Regions from separate parts of the Mus musculus genome. Here all the other regions are linked to region 3. A link is a contact called in public Hi-C data. All regions are on one chromosome and are shown on one strand. The core of a region is the stretch at or near the end of the contact, and the rest is flanking DNA. Distances in the headings are between cores, read along the strand shown. Region 1 overlaps Lyst (lysosomal trafficking regulator). Region 2 overlaps Lyst (lysosomal trafficking regulator). Region 3 has its middle 74 kb from the start of Lyst.

Region 1 (4,024 bases), core at 1,411-3,910, 220 kb before region 3:
ACAGACACACATGTAGGCAGAACCCCCATACCCATAAATAAAACAATAATAAAAGTTATTGTTTTATTTACCTTTAACTAACAGGCTACAATCTTTTCTATCTACGCTTTTCTGGGTGTCTTATTTCTCCATTACCGAGTGGTAGTATGGAAGTGCTCAGCCTGAATCTGGGTAGACAAAGGGAAGCAAGAGCAGCCATTTGGCTGGCAAGGCTAGGTTAGAAAAGGTACTTTAGCTTCTGTCCCCTTCTCTTGGGATACTTGCCTTTGGAGCCCTGAGTAGCCAAATAGTTTGTGAGGAAGCCCAAATCAACCTCCCTGAAGAACACCTCTGAAAAAGCACAGATCAACTTAAGGAAAGGAGCAGTGGATCTACCACTCCCCTGCCCTATCAGCCCAAGCTCTGAATGTAACCAAGGACACTTCCTTGACTTGGACTTGCAATTAATAGCAAATTTATTGTTGCTTTGAGTCACTAGGTGTTGGGGTGACTTGTCATAAAGCCATAATAGGAATACACATGAAGAACTACAGACAAAACAGACCGTGGATGAGCTCTAAACTGAGATCCACATGTGTTCACCCCAAGCTGCAGGTGCTGATATCTGACGTATACTTTCATACTAGTACTGCATACTGTGCACCATTGGAGCCGCACTGAAGTGATTTCGAATAGCCAACATGATGAAACAGCTCCAGGGCAGCTAGCAGATTAAGTGCATTGATAATTCACCAAATATCCCAAAGATAGCAAACATTCTAAGGTGTTTTGTCTAAAACTGACTTACCTAAAGATATATCTCAACATCATATATTCTCAAGGGTCACATGAAATTAAGGAAAGCAACTCAAAAGTACCCCTCCCAGAGTTGTCTGAGACCTTCAGTCAGGGAACAGGAAAGGGTAGCCAAGGTCTACTACAGCATTGGAGGCTATCCTCTAGAATGCCCTTTGACGTTGATTACTAGAGAATTTTACTAAGAGAGTTTTTCTTCTTTGCTTTTTTCCACCCATACTCTAGGTTACAGTATGCACAACCATACCTGGTCTATGTGGTACATGTTAGGCAAGCACAACACCAATTAACCATAGCCCTAACCCCAGAGTGTTTTATTTCTCTTATTTCCTTATAAAATCATTCTGATTTTAATTACATTTTTCAATGAATTGCTTTTTACTATTACTTTTTAATGAGTGCAACTTTTACAAACAGAAAAAAATTGTGTAATGAAGTTAAAATACATATTAAAATAATTTTAATAGTTAAAAAACATAGTTTCCTATATGTACCCAGTCCTCGGTCCTATAAAATTTTAGAAGTCCCCAAGCTCACCTAGAAATAAAATTATAGATTTAATGACAGGAATCTCTCCTATCTGAGAAATCAGGTTTCAAGTCTTAGAAAAGCTACCTTTACTCCTGGAAAATTATAACTCTATTGCATACCCTTCCAAATATGTGAGAAATGATCTGCTGTTTACCTTCACGGTTCACTAAGAACTCAGGAAGATAGAAAAACTCTGGAATCAGCTCCTTCACATCAGTCATGGACTCAAAGGAGGAGAGGCGCCAAGTTGTGTTTGTAGAATGAAATGTTCGGTCTGGAATGTCGAAACTCTGATCTACAAAGAAATTCCAATAATATAATAAAGACACAAAGACCATATTCCACTTGAAGCTTCCCGTAGCACTTGTTGCTTCAAAAATGATAAAAGTAATGGTCCTTTGGTTTATTTAAAGGATTATTCAAATATTTGAAATCACATTATTTTCAACTGCATTATGCTTCCATCATACCTCTAATAGAATTTCTATCATCTACTTGCCTAAATGACTACTGCCTTCTACTTAGTTAGAATGAAACTTTCACAAAAGCAGGAGTCCACTCATACCCAGCACATAATGGACACATAATAATGACCTTGTTATTAAATGAATGTATAATTTAAAGAGAGAAAATTATGGGTTGAGGAGATGGCTTAGGTGGCAAAGTACCTTTTACCAAAGCACAAGGACAAAAGTCTGATCCCAAGCGTGCATGTAAAAGCCAGGTAGGTGGGTAGCTGTGTGTCTGTCTCCCCAGCAGTGGGGTGGTCTATGTGTGAGCTCAGTGGCCATGCAGTTGAGCAGACAGAATGTGTCCTAGGTTTAGTAAAAAAATCCCATTTCAAAAGATAAACTGGGGAAGCAGTTGAGGACATCTGTTGGTGATCTGTAGCCTTCACAAGCAGACACGTTCTTGCGTGCAGCTGGACACCCATACCTATACACCCATAAGGGAAAAGAGACAGGACGAAAAGGAGAATAGTAGATACCAAGACTATCTACTATTTAGATATTTGTTTTTTCTAAAGAGTAGGGCCACTGCTTTCAATAATGAAACTTTTAGTGTACAAAATAATGTTTCATTATTATACTCTCATGCATTATTTCACTCTAATTTTCTTGTATTTGTTTCTCCTATCATCTCCACCTTTCCTTCCTCATTTCCACTGCTGCCCACCCTCATGGTTGCCTCCACATAGGCCGTCTTCGGCTTTCATGTTTTATGTGTGTGTGTTAACACATTAGATTCTGCATGGGAAAGACAACATGCTATTTATTGTCTTCATTTGTTTCTCCTCCACTTCCCTTCAGGCCACTTGCTCCCCTTACTTAGTTCCCTTTTACTCCTAACCACATACACAACACGCAATACTGACACGGCTTTTCAGATGCAGCAATACCATTAACTAAACTCAATCATTAACTAAAAAGTTTAGCAGTATAAAACTGAGTATACTCACTTCAGTTCATTTTCTTTCCTGGTATAGACTATTAATGACAAAGAATTGAATTTTGTCCCCATATCTTTTCTGTGAACACAATCACAGGTTGGGAATATTAAGTGACATTCAAAGGCGATTGCTGAGAACAGGAGCTGTGTGTATGGTTCTGAGGGACTCTGTTGTGTTGCCTAAAGTACTTGCTGGAGTCTGAGCGTGTCCTCTGGTGTAGACACTGTCACAGACTAATCTCAGCACCAAGTACAGCAATGTCAAAAGAATCAGCTCATCTCTTTCTCCAAGCTCACCTGCTCTGCTGAGCTACAGTTTCCATTATTTTTATCACTTTTCCATCTACTATACTGAGCCAGTTAGCACTTGGCTGACCGCTAAATTAAATCTGAGGAAAAATAAAATTCATAGTTTTTTTTTTTCCAGAAAGTAAGAAAATCAGGGCATCATAAGGTAGATGCTGTTAAATGTTCTAGAACACACAGGGCAACACTTTAGACAAAAAGTTATATAGCTTAAAGTAACAATAGTGCCAAGGTTTAGAATTCTTGAACTAACTCATTAGGTTAAGAAAAAAAATCAAAAGCCAGCATAAAACTAATGAAATTGAAATAAATGAGGATTAAGGTAATGTTAAGGTTTAAAATTAACCTATTCACAAATATTCAATGAAGATATAGTCATGGCAGTGCACACTTATAATATCAGCACTTGGGAGTTGGAGGTCAGGAATCCAAAACCAATCTCAGCTACACTACAAGTTTAAAGCCCACCTTGCTACAGGACACTGGGTTTCAAAACAACAACAGTGTAACTACTTGATGAAGAAAAGGCAATATTGTATATGAATCTACTCCTAACAGCAATAAAATAAAGATTGAAGGTTGACTGGGAATTTCATATTGATGCATTCTTGGGCTACACTGGAAGAAGTGGTTTTAGTTGGAGGGATATTAATAGCACTGCAGTGTTTTAAACTACATTAAAATATTCTGTTTTCGCTTCCACCTGGTCCTTGCTGCTGGGGCAGACCCATAGTTGGTCTGCTTCCATGAAGACTTCATAGCCCAACCCACGCTAGAGGACCCACTACACTCAGAGCAGTTGAGGATCAGCTGCACTCAGAGCAGTTGGACAACAGCTTGACTGTTCCATGGAAGACCCAACAGTCTGAAGGTGTACCACGAGATCTACTGCAGCCAAGGTAACAGATAAGCAGCTTTTCTGCCCCTGTGAAGAGCCCCCAGT
Region 2 (4,322 bases), core at 1,303-3,802, 130 kb before region 3:
AAGCGTATCTCTGAGAATGCTTCTTACCTCTGCCCAGAGACCCATATGGAGATTTCCCCATGGACATTCTTTTTCCCTTGAGGATGCTGAATATAGGTAAGTACTAAGTGTTGCCATTTGCTTGGAAAGAAAATATTCTCCTGTGATTCCACCTGTGCTAGTGAGACAGCTTTCGTGTCATCATTTGAGTCCATGCACACACTGCAGAAAAAAGTCACAGATCAAAAACATGACAATTCTGACCTTAATAGTTAACACATATGCTGCAACTGTCATGATCAATATGTGAGATTAAAAGTAACTTCTATTTTAAAACAAACCAACTGAGAAAGTCAGTGTGACTTTCACATTACATCTGCTTCCTCAATTTATAAACTAAAATGGATTAAATTCATTGACTGATGTCAATAACTTAGGCAATAATTTCTATAAATCAATTTCTATAAAGGCAGTTTCTACTTACATACTCATTGTTTATTTTAGAAATTATAATGTAATATTTTGTTCAAGAAGGTAATACATACTGTAATAAGAGTATAAATTCCAGAATGTATTGGATGCTAACTTTCTTTATAAGATTACTGAAAGTATAAGGAGAAAATGTATGCAGAAAACACCTAATAACATTTATAATATCTACAAAACACAAAATCTAAATACCATACAGACTTTTGACTTTTAGGAAGATAATATGTAATATACATTAAACTAGTAAATTGCTGTGTCCTGTTTGAGCTCATGGAGAAGCTGTCTCTGGAAGCAGGATAAACACCACACCCCTATTTCAAACCCAAGCATGCTTGTCTCAAAGTGTCTTCTAAGGTTCTAGTCCAGGGACAGGCTGGCCCCTTCGCCCTGTGATAGGGAAAAAGGAGAACAAGAAAACAGAACAAGAATAAAAGTGTTGTGCCCTTAAGGACACAAGGAGAGAGTACTGTTTGAGTAAAACCAGCTAGATAGAGAAACACTGTCCCATAGGCGTTACTGTCCTTATTGCATGGCGTAACAATGGTTGTACTGGTTTAGGGAACATGGAGAGCATCTTCTGTCTGCCTACGAGCCATGAAACCAAGACTGCCAGTATGACTGTTTTCAGCAAGACTTCTCCAGTCACGTCTGCTGGAGGTGTAGGCACCTGATTTGGCATATTTTGCTATCTCTGTACTGCTAGATAGAATCCACGTGCTGCTGATAATTGTTCTTTTAATTTTTTCTGTAATGATGTCTAATAACAGATTGTTATTATAAATATTATTTGATAATTTCTTAAATAATGATATATTTGCTAAGAGTTGAGAATAATCAATACCGAAAGATAAAAGTGCCACTGTGGGGATCAGCCCACACTTGGATCATCAATGCTTTGGACCCCAGTGAAATCAAATGAATACAGCCGTCTTCTATGAGTCTGTCACCAGGATTGATGGATTCTGTAACTTCTGGTCTATCACCTTCTGTGAGAAAAAATGTTAGAATCATCAACAAAATAGTTCATAAAAACTTTATGGAAAAGTAAATTTTAAAGAAAACAATGTATGTTGGTTTATTTGTAACAGATCATTTACACCAAAGGCTGAAACCTGTTCTAAACAACTGTATTTAAAGGTTACATGTTAGCCTCAAAAGAACACAGTGGGTTAAAAAAAAAAACCCAAATCAAAAAAACTCCAGTGTTTTAAAAGTTATTAAATGCTTTAAACTACAAGGCCTGAGGGTGCTAAAGGACCATCGTCAGCCACACTCCATACCAAGGTTCTGCTTTTGTTGGATTGGGTCACTCTAACACAACTGACCATGGCCCAGGGAGCACATGCCATCAACAGATGCCTTGCACTAAAAAAATTGTTACAAAGGCACGATCTATAATATTATTAATACTCTTCTTAGAAAAGCTGCACTGCTCAAATGATCATTATTTAAGGTAGTGAACAACCTTGAAATAAACATGCTAAGTGATGCCAAACCCTGAATCACAGTTTGTCTCCGCTGAGAGAAGTGTTTATGGCTGTGAGCTAGCTGCTTACCCCTCCCAATGGCATCTTACTACTTAAATCTTGAGTTGCCTCTATATTCCCATTATCTGTGACAGCAATGGCAGGTGGAATATGTGTGATAAGCTATTTGTTACTATGATGTGACTTTATGTTAAACTAAGCTAAGATGTACTAAAATAAACAGTGCATGTCCAAAAGCTCAGACTTTTAAAAAAGAGGAACATTATCAATTATTAGGGTATAAAAATATTAGCCACCATTTTTAACAGGTTAAAAAAATACACAGCCAGTTTTTAAGACTACTTCCTCTAGCTGCTATATGACTTAAGAAACTGTTGATTGCTTAAAAAAGAAGAGAACAAAAACAAAATTCAATTTCAATACATCCTAACAGCAGTTCTTCAGTTACAGATGAACTCTGTTCTAACTTTGGACTGTTACATATAAATGATCAGGGACAGTAACTAGAAGGGGCCATTGGTGTAAGACACAGAAGGAGAACTTAAAATAAAAATGGCCATAGGGTTTTATTTATAACTATCTAGTATCAGAAGCCACACTAACACAGTCATGGGACTGCTAACTTCAACAGCTGTTGCAGAAACAGAGCATCCCCACTTCCCTATCTAAAGTTTAGAGACAATGAAGATTTCAAGGCTGTTTGAAAACTCAGGCTTTGGTAATTCAGTAGTGAAGTAGGATCTTTAAGGTGAATAACATTTAAAGAATACATTAAAATACTGCCAGATATGCTTAAAACTCAGGCAAACAGCTATTTGAAGAATCTTAGTATATAGATCAGACCCTGCCATCATACCTGCTCCTTCAAAACTGCTGTCTTCCAGAACTGATGGTTTGTTTCTTTTCTTTACTCTTTTTCCCCTTTCTGCAGCACTCTCGGATTCATGGATGTATTCCACATTAAACCACAGAGAAACACTAAATCCTTCTGACAGGTGTGGCCAGCAGTTCTGTCCCAGCAACGGCAGGTGGATTGGGGCTATATGCCAAGAGGAAAGCAGCCTATAGGGAAAACTCTCTCTATCAGCCTCTTTCTTGCCTCGGGAAATCCGTGCTCTTCTCAATAAGCCTAAGGCTTTACTGTTAAGAATCCCAGGAGGTTTCTGTGATAAGACACCATTGCTTAAACTCGGGGTATGCAGGAAAGGAAAGGTCAGACACTGTGAAGGGCTCATAGTAAAATCACTTTCAACAATTTTGTGAATACCAAGGAGAAGAATTTCCTAGAGAAAAAGAAAAGCAAGAAGAAGTTTACAATCTTATAACCCAGATACATAATAACCTAAAACTTCAGGTTATAAGAAAAAATACAAACATACCTATGTATAATAGATTTAATTCTTATGCAATTTCTCAATAAATTTGGTTTAAATGTTGGCATTTATGTTATAAATCTACTATTTATGAGTAGCTTTTAAGTATTATAAGTGAAATACATTAATTATATGAGGAACTATTTCTATAAAACAAGGTTATCACTTCCTGTGGTATTTCTCTCAAAACTATTTTTAAGATTTATTTTTATTTTTAAAGTGTGCACATGTGAGTGTGTGCCTGCCTGCCCGCCTGCCTGCACAGGTGCCTGAAAAGGCCAGGAAGTAGGCTCAGATCCCTTGGAGCTGTAGTTGCAGGGGTTTGTAAGCTGCCCTGCATAGCGACTGGGATCTGAACTCAGGTCTGCATGACTGAGCAGCAAGCACTCTAACCACTGAGGCATCTTTCCAGTCCTATAACTCAAGTATTTTCAAATGACGAATACAACCTTACAAATTCTCCAGATTCCTAAATGATATTATACAATGATCAATTACATAAATTTGAATGTTCACACTCAATTAACAATAACAATTTCGTAATTATATAACAACAGTAATAACTATTATTATTGTTTCACTTGTTTTTCCCCCTGGCCAAGAAAAATTTCTTTCATTTGATTTTGGTGAATTGAGGTAATGTTTTACGGTTTTACTCATCATAATTATAAGTTTTTTGTTTAAATGGAATACAAAAAAGGTAAAAGATGTAATATTAAAATGTACACTTAATTTAAAAAAGAAATAATCTATCATACAGCCAATCTCTCAAATGACCCACACTGGTATTCACAGAGCTTCCATGGGGACTGGAGACTGAGGTGGGTGGTGAGGCGGGCAGTGGAGGACAGAGCTATTGTTCATCCTTCTTCACACAGCCTCGAGGTTTTGTGATTCATTTGTAGACTCTTCCAATCAAGACTGCTTTACAAAAATGGGTTCCCTGCTAAGAGCCATTAGGCTATAGCATTGGGAAGTAGAATACTCAACTAAA
Region 3 (4,588 bases), core at 391-2,890:
CTCTGGCTTGGGTAGGCTCAAACACACACACACACAGTGTCCTCGATGCAATGCAGTACTTTGCCCCAAGACTGTCCTCCAGCTGGAGGCTACCATCATATTGACCACAAAAGAGGAAACAGTCAGAAGGGAACCAATGGTCTTGAAAGACTCCCAGAGGAGCCCCTCGCTCAGGCCTCAGGACAATAGCAGACATCCAAGAACTCACGATAGACCGAGCTTGTTGCAAACCACATGAGGCTTTATTGGGGAAAGCCAGAGCTCTGGGGACAACTCATATCCCACGCTGGGGTAGAGGAGTCGACCTCGAGGGGAAAGAGGTCCCAGTTTTTATAGGCCCTCGGGAAGAAAGGAGAAGTGGGGGGAGTAGGGGATTCCAGAACTAAACAATGTCTATTCTCAAGAAATGGGTATGGGAGGGGTACAAGGAAAGAGTCTGGTGCAGGTGCAGCAACTCAGGATTGGCCGGGCTGTGGTTGCTGGGGAGATTTTCTGACTCTTTCTCAGCCACCAATATCACAAACACCTGGCAATGGGCTTCATCAGTGGGCACACACATGAGTCAAGGAATGGTCAAAACATTGGCAGACACACAGATTCAAGGAGTGGCCAGAGCATTGTGCACCTCTATTTTTCTAAATCAGTGAAGCTAGTTCTGCTAACACTGACATCTATCTTGCCAATGGGCTTCTGTGACCTTTTACATTCTGTCAGGATCTTTCAGTCTCAACAAAAAACAAAAAATAACTTCATTTGGTTCAGTCAAAGCAACCAGAAGGTTAGAGGTTTCTACGAGCTGAAGAATCATCACAAAAGGCCCTCTGCACTGTCACCATCAAATGATGGTCCTACCTAATACTAAGAACACCGGCAGTCTGGGCTAGGAATGGAGTTCAGTGGTAGAGTGTTTGCCGAGCATGCACAAGGACTCAGGTTCAATTCCTAGTATACAACTGGTGACACCTGAGTGTGCTCTCAAGTGACACTTGAGACTTACAGCCTATTTTTCTTTCTGGCTTTGTTGACCCAGTTTCACTACTTTGAAGAACATGTTGTATTTATAAGATGCTAACGTGTGTTTCTAGTGCCAGTCTCCGAAGGTCTCATACTCGTCCGGGCCAAGCCATTTTATTTCTAGCAAGCTTCATTCAAATTCTTGTTCACTGTTAAAGGTGACTTCCCACGGGAGTGGCCACTTTTGATAAAAGTTTATCCCTTTTAAACTTCTTCCAGAGTTTAACCCCCACTGTGAGGCATGGAGCAGTTTCAGAATAACTAACTCCACCTTTATGTTTTACAGGTCGGCCTTTGGGAGGTGACCAGCATGAGTTAAGGTCATCTTGTGATGCTTCGTGCATTGAGCGGCTCTGACCTCTTGTGGTCACATTTGGAACTGCGTTGGCAAACCAGCGAGATTTCAACTGAGAGGCTAGCTAGGCTGAAAACAGGCTGAATGCTCTCTATGCTCATCGGTGCCCCTCTTGAGAGGCAAGTGTCCAAGAAGCCATTCTCAAAGTTCTCGAGCTTTCTGGCACTTCCATGTCTTAATTTCTGTGCCATCTTAACAAGGATCACTTTGTAGATGTCCCTCTTTCTTGCTAAACTCCTCTAAGATTTTGGCTGTGGCCTTTGAGCTCCACACCCTGGTGAAAGAGGAAATGAACAGAGATAGTTTTGCTACTAAAGGATCCTTAACCTCCCCTTCAGAACTGTGATCTTCAGATGGGTTTGTTCGAGAAGCCTCTAAAAATCGCACGGATGGGGCTGTAGCTCCGTTGGTAGTTAGTTACCTAGCATTCACGAAACTGTGGTTGGATCCCCAGCGCCAGGATCGCACAAAGCCCAGGCTGACCTTGAACTCACTGTGTAGCCAAGGATGGCCTTGAACTTCTGATCCTTCTGCCTCCACCTCCGAAGTGCTTGGATTACAGGATTCGGAGCTAAGAGCTAAGGGTCAAACCCAGGGCTCCACACACATGCTAGCTAGTCAAGCTTACATCCCCCACACCAAACAAAACAAGAAGACCAGAGTTCGATCCCCAGAATCCATGTTTTTAAAATAAGCTGGCCATGGGGGTTGGGAGTCGGGGGAGCCGGCCTGTTGGGGTTGCAGAGGTAGCTCAGCATTTAGGAGCACTAGCTGTTCTTCCAGAGGACCCTGGTTCAGTTCCCTGTTCCCACATGGTAGCTCACAGCTGTCTGCAGCTTCAAGTCCATGAGATCTGGCACCTTCACATACATGCAGGCAGAACACCAATGCACATAAATTTAAAATAAATATATTATTAGTATAATAAATAATAATATAATATAACAATATAATGTAAATAATAATAAAAGTTTGTGCACGCTTTTAATCCCAGCACTTGGGAGGCAGAAGCAAGGCCAGTCTGGTCTACAAATTAAGTTCCAGAACAGCCAGGGTTACACAGAGAAACCCTGTCTCACAAGAGAGAGGGGGTGGGTGGGGAGAAAGAAAAGAGTGACAGGTCATCTGCAAAGTCCCTTCCTGACAGGATCCTAAGGAAAGCCTCATAGTCTTCATAGGACTAGTCAGCTGCGACAATGCCCAGACCAGTATTTTGCCCTTTTTAGGTAACTAGGAAATTTGGCTTTGCAGTAAAACAAAACAACTTTATTGCAATATAAATATAATATAATAAATATGCAAAGCTCATAAGGCTGTACATGACAATTTTTAAATTATAGTAAAATATTGTTATGTAATATATAAACATGTATACATATTGTATACATGTATGTACTACAGAACTGGTGCCATGGCACAGGCCTTAATCCCAGAACTGGGAGATGAGGCAGAAAAATTGTGAGTTTGAGGCTAGCCTGAGCTACACGATGAGCTCTTAACAAAGTAATTAAACAAAAGAGAATATATAATTCAAAAGTTTCCCTTGTAGCTATTTTAAGTGCATACTTCAGTGTCATTAACTACATTTTAAAAATGATGCAGCCCTCCCCAACCTATTTCCTAAAGCTTTTTATCACCTCGAAGACTCTAATTATTAATAATTCCATTCTTCCTCCCTCTACCTTCTGGTGACTTAAAATCTACTTCCAGTTTTGTTTTGTTTTAATTTGCCTATTCTAAGTTCCTCAAGTAAGTGGAATGATCTAATACCTGTCCCTTAGCCACTGGTCTGTTTGTCACCGCACAATGTCCTGGAGGTTTGCCCATGCTGTTGCATGTAGCAGAACTTCCATTTGTTTTCACAGCCAGGCTGTATGTATGTGCAGTATCTGCAGATAACATGTCTCATATGTTGGCAGACCTGTGAGTCATTTCCACTTTTCAGCCTCCATGAAGAATGCAACAAGGAAGATTTGTTTGCTCGTGTCTGTTCCAGCCCTCCTTTCAGCTCTTTGGACACAGCTTGAAGTGGGATGGATGGCTGGATCGTGTGGTCAGTCCCGGATTTTGTCTCCCATGGGACCTATACCATGTTATATTCCTGCCAGCAATGTACAAAGACTTCATTTCCCCATATCTTTCTTGGCAGTTCCCTTTTTAAAAATAGCCTTCTGGATATGAGATGGCGTCAAGTTTTGGGATTAATTTGCATTACTTTAATGACTAATGATAAGGACATTTCTTTCTGAGCTGGGGTCACACCCAGGGTCTCGTGCGTGCTAAGCAATCGCTGTACCTCTGAGCAGCATCCCAAGCCTTGAGCATCTTTCCATGTGCTTATTGACCAATGGTATATCTTCATTACTGGAATACTTATTCAGATCCACCATTCATCTTTGAACTTTGTTCTCTTGGTTGTTGAGCTGCAAAAGATCTTTATGTTCCTTGTCTGAAAGAATTACAGGGATGGAAATGGAGAGGAGCCTGAGGAAAAGAAGGTCCAGCAACAGGCCCAAAGTGTGATCCAGCTCAAGGGGAGGTCCCAAGGCCTGACACTATTACTGAGGTTATAGAGACCTCACAAAAAGGACCTATCATCACTGCCCTCCCAAAGACCCAACAAGCAGCTGAAAGAGTCAGATGCAGATATTTGCACCCAACCAATAGACAGAAGCAGCTGACCCGAAGCTGAGGAGAAAGGCCATCCTGTAGGACCAGCAGTCTCAATTCATCCGGACCCCCGATATCTCTTAAACATTGGACCACCAAACAGACAGCATACACCAGCTGATATGAGGCTCCCAACACACATACAATAGAGGACTTCTGGGTCTGTGTTCATTCAGAGATGATGCACCTAACCCTCAAGAGACTGGAGGCCCCAGGGAGTTTAGAGGTCAAGTGGGGTAGGGGGGTGTGGGCATCCACGTGGAGACGGGTGGAGGGGGGAGGAGGTGTGGGATGTGGAGCAGACGGAGAGTGGATGGGGGGGGATGAAATATGGAGCGTAAAAATAAAATTAAATTAAAAACAAAAAATAAAAACACAAAAACAAACAAAAAGACTAATGCATTTTTCCTTCCTGTAGGTCGCCTTCTGTTCTCTTGATGGCTTGCTTTGATGCACATCTAGTTTTTGCTTCTTTTGATGTTTTCATGGAACCAAGCCAGTCAGTCTTTCAGCACAGGGTAGGGCAGGGCCTATAAACCCAAGCCCTGA

The links. Hi-C and Micro-C count contacts between places; a contact is called where the count stands out from the background.
Region 1: a contact with region 3 is called in a Hi-C map of bone marrow-derived macrophages, with 27 read pairs. The contact joins two enhancer-like sites. A contact is called at or near these places in 3 of 484 Hi-C or Micro-C datasets (the HPC-7 cell line, bone marrow-derived macrophages and myeloid progenitors), 1 of 115 datasets of contacts at active chromatin or transcription factors (acute myeloid leukemia) and 1 of 9 other capture datasets (adipose tissue).
Region 2: a contact with region 3 is called in a Hi-C map of bone marrow-derived macrophages, with 54 read pairs. The contact joins two enhancer-like sites. A contact is called at or near these places in 2 of 39 promoter capture datasets (the 3T3-L1 cell line and liver), 5 of 15 datasets of contacts at CTCF or cohesin (CD8 T cells, the G1E-ER4 cell line, the NIH/3T3 cell line and 2 more), 23 of 484 Hi-C or Micro-C datasets (the G1E-ER4 cell line, the HPC-7 cell line, bone marrow and 13 more), 5 of 115 datasets of contacts at active chromatin or transcription factors (the HPC-7 cell line, acute myeloid leukemia, double positive thymocytes and 2 more) and 3 of 9 other capture datasets (adipose tissue, embryonic stem cells and pancreatic islet).

What each region holds. Positions count from the first base shown.
Region 1 is chr13:13,738,062-13,742,085 of GRCm38.p6, reverse strand. Lyst (lysosomal trafficking regulator) reads right to left here. Exons shown (of 53, transcript NM_010748.2): 43 at 1,481-1,621. Among named protein-coding and RNA genes, the nearest start is that of Gng4, 44 kb to the left of the region's middle. Within about 2 kb of position 2,660, at least 4 of the 459 cell types and tissues checked have an H3K27ac peak or open chromatin away from gene starts, as enhancers often do. A contact at or near this core is called in bone marrow-derived macrophages, where this site is marked.
Region 2 is chr13:13,647,456-13,651,777 of GRCm38.p6, reverse strand. Lyst (lysosomal trafficking regulator) reads right to left here. Exons shown (of 53, transcript NM_010748.2): 12 at 2,812-3,238; 13 at 1,310-1,454; 14 at 28-201. Among named protein-coding and RNA genes, the nearest start is that of Gm30836, 58 kb to the right of the region's middle. Within about 2 kb of position 2,552, at least 5 of the 459 cell types and tissues checked have an H3K27ac peak or open chromatin away from gene starts, as enhancers often do. A contact at or near this core is called in bone marrow-derived macrophages, where this site is marked.
Region 3 is chr13:13,513,848-13,518,435 of GRCm38.p6, reverse strand. No RefSeq gene overlaps it. Among named protein-coding and RNA genes, the nearest start is that of Lyst, 74 kb to the left of the region's middle. Within about 2 kb of position 1,640, at least 89 of the 459 cell types and tissues checked have an H3K27ac peak or open chromatin away from gene starts, as enhancers often do. A contact at or near this core is called in bone marrow-derived macrophages, where this site is marked.